Regions from separate parts of the Mus musculus genome. Here region 1 is linked to region 2. The links are chromatin contacts, called in public HiChIP or PLAC-seq maps. All regions are on one chromosome and are shown on one strand. The core of a region is the stretch at or near the end of the contact, and the rest is flanking DNA. Distances in the headings are between cores, read along the strand shown.

Region 1 (5,195 bases), core at 219-2,718, 310 kb after region 2:
CAAGACCACATCTAGCCATAGACATCCTATGCATACCACACACACGCACATGGACACTCACGTGTACACACACACACACACACACACACACACACACACACACGATAAGACTGGGGCGAGCTGTTGGGTCACATGCTGGGATCCTAGCAGAAGGAGGGAAAGGCAGAGGTGGTTCAGGAATTCAAGGTCATCCTGGGCTATATGTGGACTTGTCTTAAAAAAAAAAAAAGTAAAAAGTAATAATGATTTTAAAGGAGGGAGAAACAAAAAGAAAGAAAACCAAAGAAAGAAGAACAAAGGAAGAAGAGAAAAGAAGAGAAGAGAAAAGAAAAAGCAGGAAGAAGGCCAAGCTCTCCAGCACCTAGGCAGGTGATCGATCGATCCCTTGGTGACCACACTCCATTCTGACTGAACCGGGAGAGGAAGCAGCTGGGATCATCTGACAGTGCCTTGAAGGAGAAACGACATCTCAACTCATGTTCAGATGCGGTCACATAGCTGTGGTCAGGACTTCAGGGCACTGAGCGGAGGGAAGGAGGGAAGGAGGGACATGCCACTTCTGGAAACTGACTTTCCCAACTCATGGGAGCAGCGTCATGCTCTGCTGTATGAAGCCTCTTCATCCAGCCTGCGTGGGACAAAGCCCTTGTCCAAAGCCCCAGCTGTCCAGTGCACCCCGTGAAATCATTACTTAAATTACTAGGCTCGTGTCTGCAAAGAATTCAAGGCTTTGACCTTCAGGAACCGAGCCTCCAGGGAAGGGGAAGTTCTATTTTTGGGATGTGGATAATGAGAGAGAGGAGCAGGCAAGCCTCGCTCCTGGCTTTGTGGTATCTTTTCCAGCTTGATGAATCAGGGCATCTGCCTCCCTCTCCCTCTATTGCCCCTGGCCCTCAATAATTTGGCTACAACTGTGGCAGCCCAATAGGTGTGCATTTGTACAAAAGAAATGTACGCCCCTAAGGGCAGCATTCCCAAAGTCTCCTGTGCTTGTGGAGGGACCCCATCAGGTAAGTGAACATGGCCCCAGATCACGAAGCACGAAGTCACTGTTTGGCTGGGGGCCAGAGCTAACCCACTGTCTGTCTGTTTGCTTTGGGTAACACCCAAGGACACACATTCTGAGGCCTGTGAAAGTAGAAAACACTTCAAAACCAAAAAGCACGGGGAAAACCACGCGCACACCCATCCTCTCGGAGCCCAATCTCTACACTGGGTTCCTGGGATGCAGAGGGATCCCTGCTTCCTAGTCCCTGACTGCAGGGGCGCTGATCCTGCTTCCTGCAGCCCCTCCTCTTTCTAGGACCTGCCAAATCTGTTGGTTTGGCATAGCTTCTCTTGCTCAGGAGGTAAAGTCGTCAGACTAGGATTCCTGAGCAAACCAGGAAATATCCATCCTGCTAGGATTCAGGATGTGGGGCTGGGCAAAGGCCAGGCCACAGCCCACTGCAGGCCCAAATGGAAGATGATGTCAGAGGGAGCCTAAGAAATGTTTCCACTGAGCGACTCTTTCCAATGTCTGTGGCTGGTTAGCCTGGCCCAGCCTTGTCACAGAAGAATAAAAGCAACTGGGCTTCCAGATCACATGACCGGAGGTGGCAAAGCTACAGAGTTCCATTGGTGTCTGGGGAGGGAAAGGAGAGGACAGTGCCCATGGGTGAGCTCTTTCTGCAAAGCAGTATCAGGAAATTGTGCCAGGCTGAGAATGGACGGGCTGGGCTGCTTCCAATCCCTTCCATAGGCGAAAGGATGGGGTTTTGCAAGCCTGTCAGTACTACATTTAGCAACGATGCTAGATTCTTCCTCTTAGGTAATTTTCAGAAATGGAAACTAATTTTTCTCTAGGCTCTAGATGAGTCTAAGATACAGTCTATAGGTTCATGCCTCAGTCCCAGCAAGCCTGACTCCAGCCCCACTCGATCTAAGTGCTTTTGTGGAAAAGCAAAATCCTGGGGGTAAAACCAGAGACGGGAAGTTGGGAAAGGAGGTTCCAGAGCCAAGTGAGGACAGATTGACATTATTTCCCTCTGTGGTTAGCAAAACAGTGGCCTCCCCTCTGTCTCTGGCGCCTGTGAATGAACATATTACATTATGTGCAGAAGGGACCTTGCAGATGAGATGGGAATCTAGAGTGTTTGCTTGGGACACTCCCAGTCCTGGAGTCAGTCTTTAGCCTGTAATCGCAGCTCTTGGGATACGGAGGCAGGATCAGAGTTCTAGATCCTTCTCAGTTACACAGGCCACTTTTTTTTTTTTTTTCCGAGACAGGGTTTCTCTGTATAGCCCTGGCTGTCCTGAAACTCGCTTTGTAGACCAGGCTGACTTTGAACTCAGAAATCCGCCTGCCTCTGCCTCCTGAGTGCTGGAATTACAGGCCAGCATCACCACGCCCGGTTTACACAGGCCACTCTTGACCCGCCCTCCTCCCCACTCCTCAAAGAAGAGGAGGAGAAAGAGGAAGAGGAGGAAAAAAAGACACAGAGTGGGTGTCTCTTACAGAACTAATTACTCACCGGAGAATAGAGAGCCCCACCCCCTTGCGGTTACAGAAATCTATATAGATTTTGGCCTGAGAGTAAAGGCAAATTGTTGCTTTTTCTATAGGAAAGTTAGTTTTTATTCCTAAAGCAATGGAAAAGCACAGATTTATTGGGGAGGGCAACCTGGGAAGGTCTGATGAGTTCTGATATGTAGAGCTCAGGCTGGCTGACTTGTGGAGACTGGATTGTAAGGTTCACACCTGCTTAAGTGTCACAGTCAGCAGCACAGATCTGAGTCCCCATGGGATGCTCTCATTATTATGGGATGCTCCCATCCATATGGGATGCTCCTCCCATCAGTATGGTATGCTGCCATCAGTTTGGGATACTCCCGTCAGTATGCGATGCTCCTCCTATCAGTATGGCATGCTGCCATCAGTATGGGATGCTCCCATCCATATGGGATGCTCCTATCAGTATAGGATACTCCCATCAGTATGAGATGCTCCTCCTATCAGTATGGCATGCTGCCATCAGTATGGGATGCTCCCATCCATATGGGATGCTCCTATCAGTATGGGATGCTCCCATCAGTATGAGATGCTCCTCCCATCAGTATGGGATGCTCCCATCAGTATGAGATGCTCCTCCCATCAGTATGGGATGCTCCCATCAGTATAGGATATTCCCATCAGTATGAGATGGTCCTCCTATCAGTATGGCATGCTGCCATCAGTATGGGATGCTCCCATCCATATGGGATGCTCCTATCAGTATGGGATGCCCCCATCAATATGAGATGCTCCTCCCATCAGTATGGTATGCTGCCATCAGTATGGGATGCTCCCGTCAGTATGGGATGCTCCTCCCATCAGTATGGCATGCTGCCATCAGTATGGGATACTCCCATCAGTATGAGATGCTCCTCCCATCAGTATGGCATGCTGCCATCAGTATGGGATGCTCCCATCCAAATGGGATGCTCCTCCCATCAGTAAGTGCTGGAGGTCTGAGACAAGGGGAGATGACTGTGGACGGCTCTCACTAAGGAGCCCTTGGTAGCCCTAGTCAGACACTTGTGAACGGGCGAACAGATTGGAAGGAGCCCTTGTTGCTTTGATTTTTTTCAAAACCTACTTTTCATGATGGTTTTTAAATGCTTCAGCGTCCCCTCTAGCCCACCACCCACCTGAAGCAGTGGAAAAGGAAGGTTACTAGGATTCGGCGGAAGTGGACCTGTTTAGAAATGGTTCTCTGCAGCGATTTCAATCTCCAATTGTCAGGATACCAGTGGTCCAGTTTAGTAATGTCAAGATAGCAAACAGGAATCAGCAGCATTGGCATGACCCAGAAGAAATAGCCAGGCCTCTGCCGAATCGGCACAAGTCAGCAGGAGTAACCAAGACCAGCAAGGATGCCAGGAGAATTTCTCTGCCATGCTTCTCTCAACAAAGTGAAGATCAGCGCTTGGGATGTAGAAGTAAGAGTATCTCTGTGAGTGAGTTCAAGGCCTGTCTGGTCTACACAGCAAGCTCTAAGACAGATAGAGATACATAATGTGACCCTGTCTCAAAACAACAACAACAAGTCTGAGGATGGAGTTGAGTTGGTAGAGTCCTTACCTAGCACGAAAGAAGCCCTTTGTTTTATCCCTAATATCCTAGAAACTGGGTGTGATGGCACATGCCTGTGCCCCAGTGCTTGAGGAGAGTGGATGGATTCAGGAACATCAAGAATTCAGGGACATCCTTGAGACCAATTTGGGATAGAAGAGAAGGAGAAGGAAGAGGAGGAAGAGAAGAAAGAAGAAGAAGAGGAGGAGGAGAAGAAGGAGGAGGAGAAGGAGGAAGAGGAGAAGGAGGAAGAGAAAAAGAAAGAAGAGAAGAAAGAGAAGGAAGAGAAGGGAAAGGAGGAGGAGGAGGAGGAGGAGGAGGAGGAGGAGGAGGAGGAGAAAAAGGAGGAAGATCCTAGAGATAGAAACGTATCTAGGGGCACCTGGCTGGTGCCAATGTTCTCAGGGATCTTACCAGAGGAATAAGGAAGGGGGAGCCATGACTATTGAAATCAAATCTGAAGATGCATTGATTGGTGGCTTTGGACATGAAGGGTCCTCAGACCAAGGAATGCAGGTGATTTCTAAAAGCTAAAAGGCCAAGTGGCCCAGACCCAGTCCACCCCGGGCTTTGGCTTCCAGAACAGTGAGGATGAATTTGTGAGAAGTCTGATCGGAAGTGAAGACACATAATGAAACACCCGAAACTCACCCAGCTTTGCTCCCCCAGGCACTGGGAACAAACCCATCTGCTCGGGAAGCTGAAGATGCCATAAACCAAGGTCAAAGCCAGGATCTGAAGGTCAAGGAACCAAAATAGAGAGGGAGCCTGGCGGTCCACAGATACAAGCAAGAGGCTGCACCCGGGAAATGTTTTCTCTCCTGAACCCGCAGGAACTATTCACACTAGTTCCCTTGTTCAAGATGCCCAGTGTTGTTACATCTTTCCACTGAAGGCATAAAATATCACTTCATATCGGTCTTAATAGCTTATTGGTTCTCCCTCTCAATCCTTCAAGTTTGAGGAACATTTCTACACAAGGCAATGAAGGACTCATTCAAGTCTAACCAACACACTGTGGGCTGGGAGTGTAGCTTAGAGGCAGAGTAGCCACAAGGGCCAGAATTTATGCTCCAGTACCACATAGAGACATTTTAGTATA
Region 2 (5,303 bases), core at 2,485-4,984:
TCCGGGCCAGTACTTTCCAACTTTGTTTAATTAGAGACAATGTCTCATCATATTGTTCTGTCAGGTTCTCCCTGAGCTCAGCTGATCCTCTCACCTTAGCCTTCTCGGTAATTGGCACTGCAGGTACATGATGCTGAACCTGGCTCCCGTAGTCAGTAGTCCGTCCATCTCTCTCAGCAAGCAGCAAGGAGTTTTATTTAAAAGTTAAATTTCCTGACCTAAACAGTACAAGGGGCTGGAGAGATGTCTCATCAGTTCAGAGTACTTGTTGCTCTTGCAGAGGAAGGACCCCAGTTCAATTCCCAGCACCCACAGGAAGCCTTATAACCATGCATAAGCCCAGGCTCTGGAGATCTGCCACCGTCATCAGCCTCCACGGGGACTGCATACATGCACATCCACACAGGCAAAACACCTACATGCATAAAATAACAAAATAAACAGCGGTTAAGAGCACTGACTGCTCTTCCAGAGGTCCTGAGTTCAATTCCCAGCACCCACATGGTGGCTCACAACCATCTGTAATGGGAGCCAATGCCCTCTTCTGGTGTGTCTGAAGACAGCAACTATGTACTCAAATAAATAAAATAAATAAATCTTTAAAAAAAAAAACTTCAGAAAATGATCAAAAAGAGAGACAGTGCAGGATCCGCTGCCAGGGAGCGGTAAGTCACTTAAGCCGGAGTGTTGTGGTGTCCCCAGGATTTTTTTCTATACCATTTTCCTTTACATGGTTAATAGCATACTGTACTTCCTGTCTATGTTTAGTTGGTTTTTTTTTAAGTTTTTTTTTAAAAAAAAAACATATAAAACGTGTTCTTATTTAGTGTGTGTGTTGTTTTTGAGACGGTTTCATATATCCTGGGCTCCCCTCTAAATAGTAGTATAGCCAAGGCTGGCCTTATACTTGTGGTTGGAGCTGGAGAAAGCTCAGCAGTTAAGAGCATTTGCTGTTCTTGTAGATGACCATGCCTGTTATGATACATATTTGTAGCACCCACATGGCAGCTCATAACTGCCCATAGCTCCAGGTTCACAGGATGTGACATGCTAGTCTGATCTCCACACAGACAAACACACAGATAGTCATACACATAGGTAAATACATCTTTAAAATTTTAAAAGCTAAAACTGTGGTCCCTTGGCCGCCTCCTCTGCCTCTCTGCCTCTCTCTCTCTGCCTCTCTGCCTCTCTGCCTCTCTCTCTGCCTCTCTGCCTCTCTGTCTCTGCCTCTGCCTCCCTCATAAATGTGCCACTAGACTGGCTATGGCATAAAACTCTCCCTCCCTTCCCCTTGCTTGGAGACAGAGTCTCTCAATATATAGCCCAGGCTGGCCTTGAATTTGTGATCCACCTGCCTCTAACTCCTGAGTACTAGGATTTTACATATGTGTAACCACAACCATCTAATTTTTAGACTTCTCTTAGCATTTTTAAAACTGATGTTAGCAGCCAGGCAGTGATGGCACACGCCTTTAATCCCAGGACTTCAATTAATGTAATTAATTAATTAATTAAATAGTGCTGATTTTAATTATAATGGACTTAATAAAAGTTCCTCTGACCCAGATTTAAGATTTGAAGGTCAGAGTTCCTTCCCTCATAACTGATTTGAGAGAGAAATGAGAGGAGGCACTAAGGGCCTTTTATCTTTAAAAAAAAAAAAAAAAAAAAAAAAAAAAAAAACCTGGGCTGGAGAGGTGGCTCAAGGGTTAAGAGCACTGACTACTCTTCCAGAGGTCCCGAGTTCAATTCCCAGCAGCAACCATGTGGTAGCTCACAACCATCTGTAATGGGATCGGATGCCCTCTTCTGATGTGTGTCAGAAGATAGCTACAGTGTAGTCATATGCATAAAATAAATAAATAAATCTTAAAAAACACAAACACCCTCCTCATTCACTGTGTGGGCGCGCACGCTCACGTCGGCCTCGTTGAGCATCGTGTGCTGGCCTGGTGCTCTCTAAGGCCGTGCTCCACCTTCTGCTTGCTGTGCTCCACCTTCTGCTTGCCGTGCTCCATCTTGTGCTTGCCTTCTTTTCTCATAACGTTTTTATGCATTTCCTGAGGATTTTAATGTGCCACTGTGATGTGGAGTAAGGAATTGATGAGCGAGCCGTGGGTGGAACCCTGAGCTGGCTGAGTGTGGCCATGCCTGTCCTGACCTTTCCCCTGAGCAGGAGGTACACAGCTTTCATCCTTCCTGGGCCAGGCCTTAAGTCCTGGCGGATACAAAGGTCCATCAAACATGTGCAGTGCACTGTGTCCAGGTGGAAAGTTCTGAGGACAAAGGAGAGGTCGGGCAGAGGAACCTTTCTCCCATGTTTTACATCTAGAGCCAGCCAGGAGACTGGTGTGGAACAGCACCAGCTCTGTGATCATCTCCCGGAATCTGACACCGCTTGGTACCGTCCAAGGCCCTGATGGGTCCCTGTCTGAGGTGTTTCTAAACATCTTCCCCTGTGTGTAATTAGTAATAATCACACCTTGTATAAGCATACTGGCTGTAACAACTGCCACCTCACAAACCTCTTTTCTCACCTTTTAAAAACTATTGTAAAAACTTTTTTTTTTTTTGTTTTTTTAAGACAGGGTTTCTCTGTGTAGCCCTGGCTGTCCTGGAACTCACTTTGTAGACCAGGCTGGCCTCAAACTCAGAAATCCACCTGCCTCTGCCTCCCGAGTGCTGGGACTAAAGGTGTGCGCTACCATGCCTGGCTTGTAAAAACTTTTAATTGTCACATGGTGATTGTATAGCCATACTATGGACACAGGGTGACATTTCAATACATGTCCATGGTAGGTAATGAATGATTACATCAGAACAATTGGTATATCAATCTCTGTAGACATTTATCTTCTGCGCGCGCGCATGTCTGTGTGTGTGTGTGTGTGTGTGTGTGTGTGTGAGAGAGAGAGAGAGAGAGAGAGAGAGAGAGAGAGATAGAGAGAGCTCAGAATAATCAAAATATCCTCTCTGCTAGATGCTTTGAAATAATTCAAGTGGTTGGCAACAAGTAGGCCTGGGGTTACACAGTGACTGTAATCTTAGCTGCCCAGGAAGTTCCAGGCCTACCAGGGATACAGAGTGAGTTCAAGGGCAGCTTGGGTATCTTGGCAAGGCCATACCTCAGAAAGTGAAAAGAAGAAGGGAGCTGGGGGAAGGAAGCCAAGCTCAGTGGTGGCAACACAAAGGTAAAGGAATTTTTCTAGGAGAGATAGGTATGAGGCAGGAGAGTTACATGTTTGGTAATGCCTGCATAACTGTCACTGAGCGTGAGGCCAGGCTAGCCAGGACACAGAAGAGTTTCTAGACAGACAAGGAAAGCTGTTCAGTGAGAGGAGACTCTGAAGTCCCTGTGTTACAGTGAGAATATGTTTTGTGGTCTGAGGCTTCTCTGTACTCATCAGAGATGCGACCGGGGAGGGCAGAGGCTGGAGATGCATCAGGCAGGCAGGTTGGAAGGCAAAGGCTGAGTCCTGCAATACCAGGAAAATGGCTGGGAGGTACTTAGGGCCGGCTGAAGAGACAGAGAAGGTGAGAGAGTCCAGGAGACCCAAGGGGTGAAGAAGGCTGCAGTAGTAGGAGTGAAAGGTCAGGAAGATACTGAGAACAAACAGGGTGTAAGATTCTAGAACAAACCAGTCCAAGGTGCGAGGTGGGTGTGGGAGGGAGAACTGGAGCAGAGGTAAACTGCTGTAAACAGTTATCAGTGGGAAGGAGCCGGGCGTGTAACAGGAAACCCGAGCAGCAGGTGAACTCTGGACTCACCTCCTGCACAGTAGGACCTGTTGATATGGATAAAGCCAGGTTTCAGCCAAGTCCCAGAGAAAAGGTGAGACTCTTATAAGGACACTGGAAGAGGGAAACACAGTACAACAGAGGAAGGACACAGGACCCAGGAGTGTGGGCAGGGATGAGGACTTGGTGGGTTTGGGGTGACCATACAAGGACTACCTTTGATGTTGTCGAGTGACTGCCATTAAGGCGTGCAGGCCAGCACTAGTGGTCTCCACACGGCAGGGCAGTGGTACCTGACAGTTGCATGTGTGCTTAGGCTTGAACCTGGACCTCCTGCATGCTAGGCACGTGGTTGTGTGTGACTGTTCTTAGATGGTCTCTCATGTACAGCAGACTCCCCGCAAACCGGCTATGCATTGGAGGAGAACCTTGACCTCCTGATCTCCCGAGTGCTGGGGTTACAGGCATGTGCTAGCGTGTCCGATTCATGTGGTGCTCGTGGGAGCTCGGATGCTAAGCGGCTGAGGGGGTGCTAGCCAAGTGCTCTGCCGGCTGAGCTGCATACCCGGCCTTTTCCCTTCTCTTGAAGATTTATTTTACTTTTAAATGTGTGTGTATGTGTGTGTTCCCGTCTGTCTGTGTGTAGGTATGTACACATATATGCAGGTACCCATAGAAACCTGTGGCTTTGGATCCCCCCAGAACTGGATCAAAGAGTTGTAAGCAATTGGACTCAGTTGGGAACTGAGCTCAGGTCCTCTGCATGCTCTTAACCACCAACCCATCTCCCAGACCCTGTGTGTATGTGCATATGTATGTGTATGTGCATATGTATATGCATGTTTTTGGTTTGTGCTGAAGGTCAAACCCAGGTCCTTGCACACGCTAGCAGTGCTCTGTTTTTTGAAATGGGATTTTTGTTCAGCCACACCCTGCCAAGGGCTAGGACTCTAGGCAAGCCCTTTCCTGCCTGCTTTACCTCACACCTTCTACCCACAGGCTGCCATCCTCAGATGCCACACATGCACTCCCATCTCTCCTCCTTCCATCCAGAATGGGCTGAAGCACCTGGACTGCAGCCATGGCCTGACCGAGCCACTGAGAAGCCGTCCATTCTGGGGACCGCTTACTCTGTAGACAATAAACGATAAAGCCAACTGAGACTGATGAACGTAATGAACAGGAGCAAAGGCTCAACAGCTGCAACCACTCGCTGCTCTTCCACAGGATCCAAGCCTGCTTCCCAGCACCCACACAGGCAGTCACAGCCACCTGTAACTCCAGCTCCAGGGGAGCCAGTATTCTCTTCAGGCCTTCATAGGCACCTGCACTCATATGCGCACATTCATAGATACACACGTATATATCTAATTTACAAATTTAAATCTTCTAAAGTATAAGCAAACACCTTTTAAGAGTCTGTGAAATTTAAGCAGATTTCTTTTTTTTTTTTCTTTTTCTTTAATTTTCTTACTTTTTTTTGTTTGTTTGGTTTGGTTTTTCGAGACAGAGTTCCTCTGTGTAGCCCTGGCTGTCCTGGAACTCACTCTGTAGACCAGGCT

The links. HiChIP or PLAC-seq counts read pairs in DNA pulled down with a chosen protein or histone mark.
Region 1: a contact with region 2 is called in a FOXA1 HiChIP or PLAC-seq map of pancreatic cancer cells. The contact joins two enhancer-like sites. A contact is called at or near these places in 6 of 39 promoter capture datasets (embryonic stem cells, hematopoietic stem and progenitor cells, hippocampal neurons and 2 more), 2 of 15 datasets of contacts at CTCF or cohesin (large pre-B cells and stem cell-derived epiblast-like cells), 9 of 484 Hi-C or Micro-C datasets (B cells, the G1E-ER4 cell line, the N1E-115 cell line and 4 more), 11 of 115 datasets of contacts at active chromatin or transcription factors (bone marrow-derived macrophages, differentiating embryonic stem cells, embryonic midbrain and 4 more) and 4 of 9 other capture datasets (adipose tissue, embryonic stem cells, liver and 1 more).

The regions. Positions count from the first base shown.
Region 1 is chr11:116,522,468-116,527,662 of GRCm38.p6, forward strand. No RefSeq gene overlaps it. Among named protein-coding and RNA genes, the nearest start is that of Sphk1, 7.4 kb to the right of the region's middle. Within about 2 kb of position 1,469, at least 83 of the 459 cell types and tissues checked have an H3K27ac peak or open chromatin away from gene starts, as enhancers often do. A contact at or near this core is called in pancreatic cancer cells, where this site is marked.
Region 2 is chr11:116,207,212-116,212,514 of GRCm38.p6, forward strand. The region is part of intron 3 of Ten1 (TEN1 telomerase capping complex subunit); the gene reads left to right. Among named protein-coding and RNA genes, the nearest start is that of Acox1, 11 kb to the left of the region's middle. Within about 2 kb of position 3,735, at least 26 of the 459 cell types and tissues checked have an H3K27ac peak or open chromatin away from gene starts, as enhancers often do. A contact at or near this core is called in pancreatic cancer cells, where this site is marked.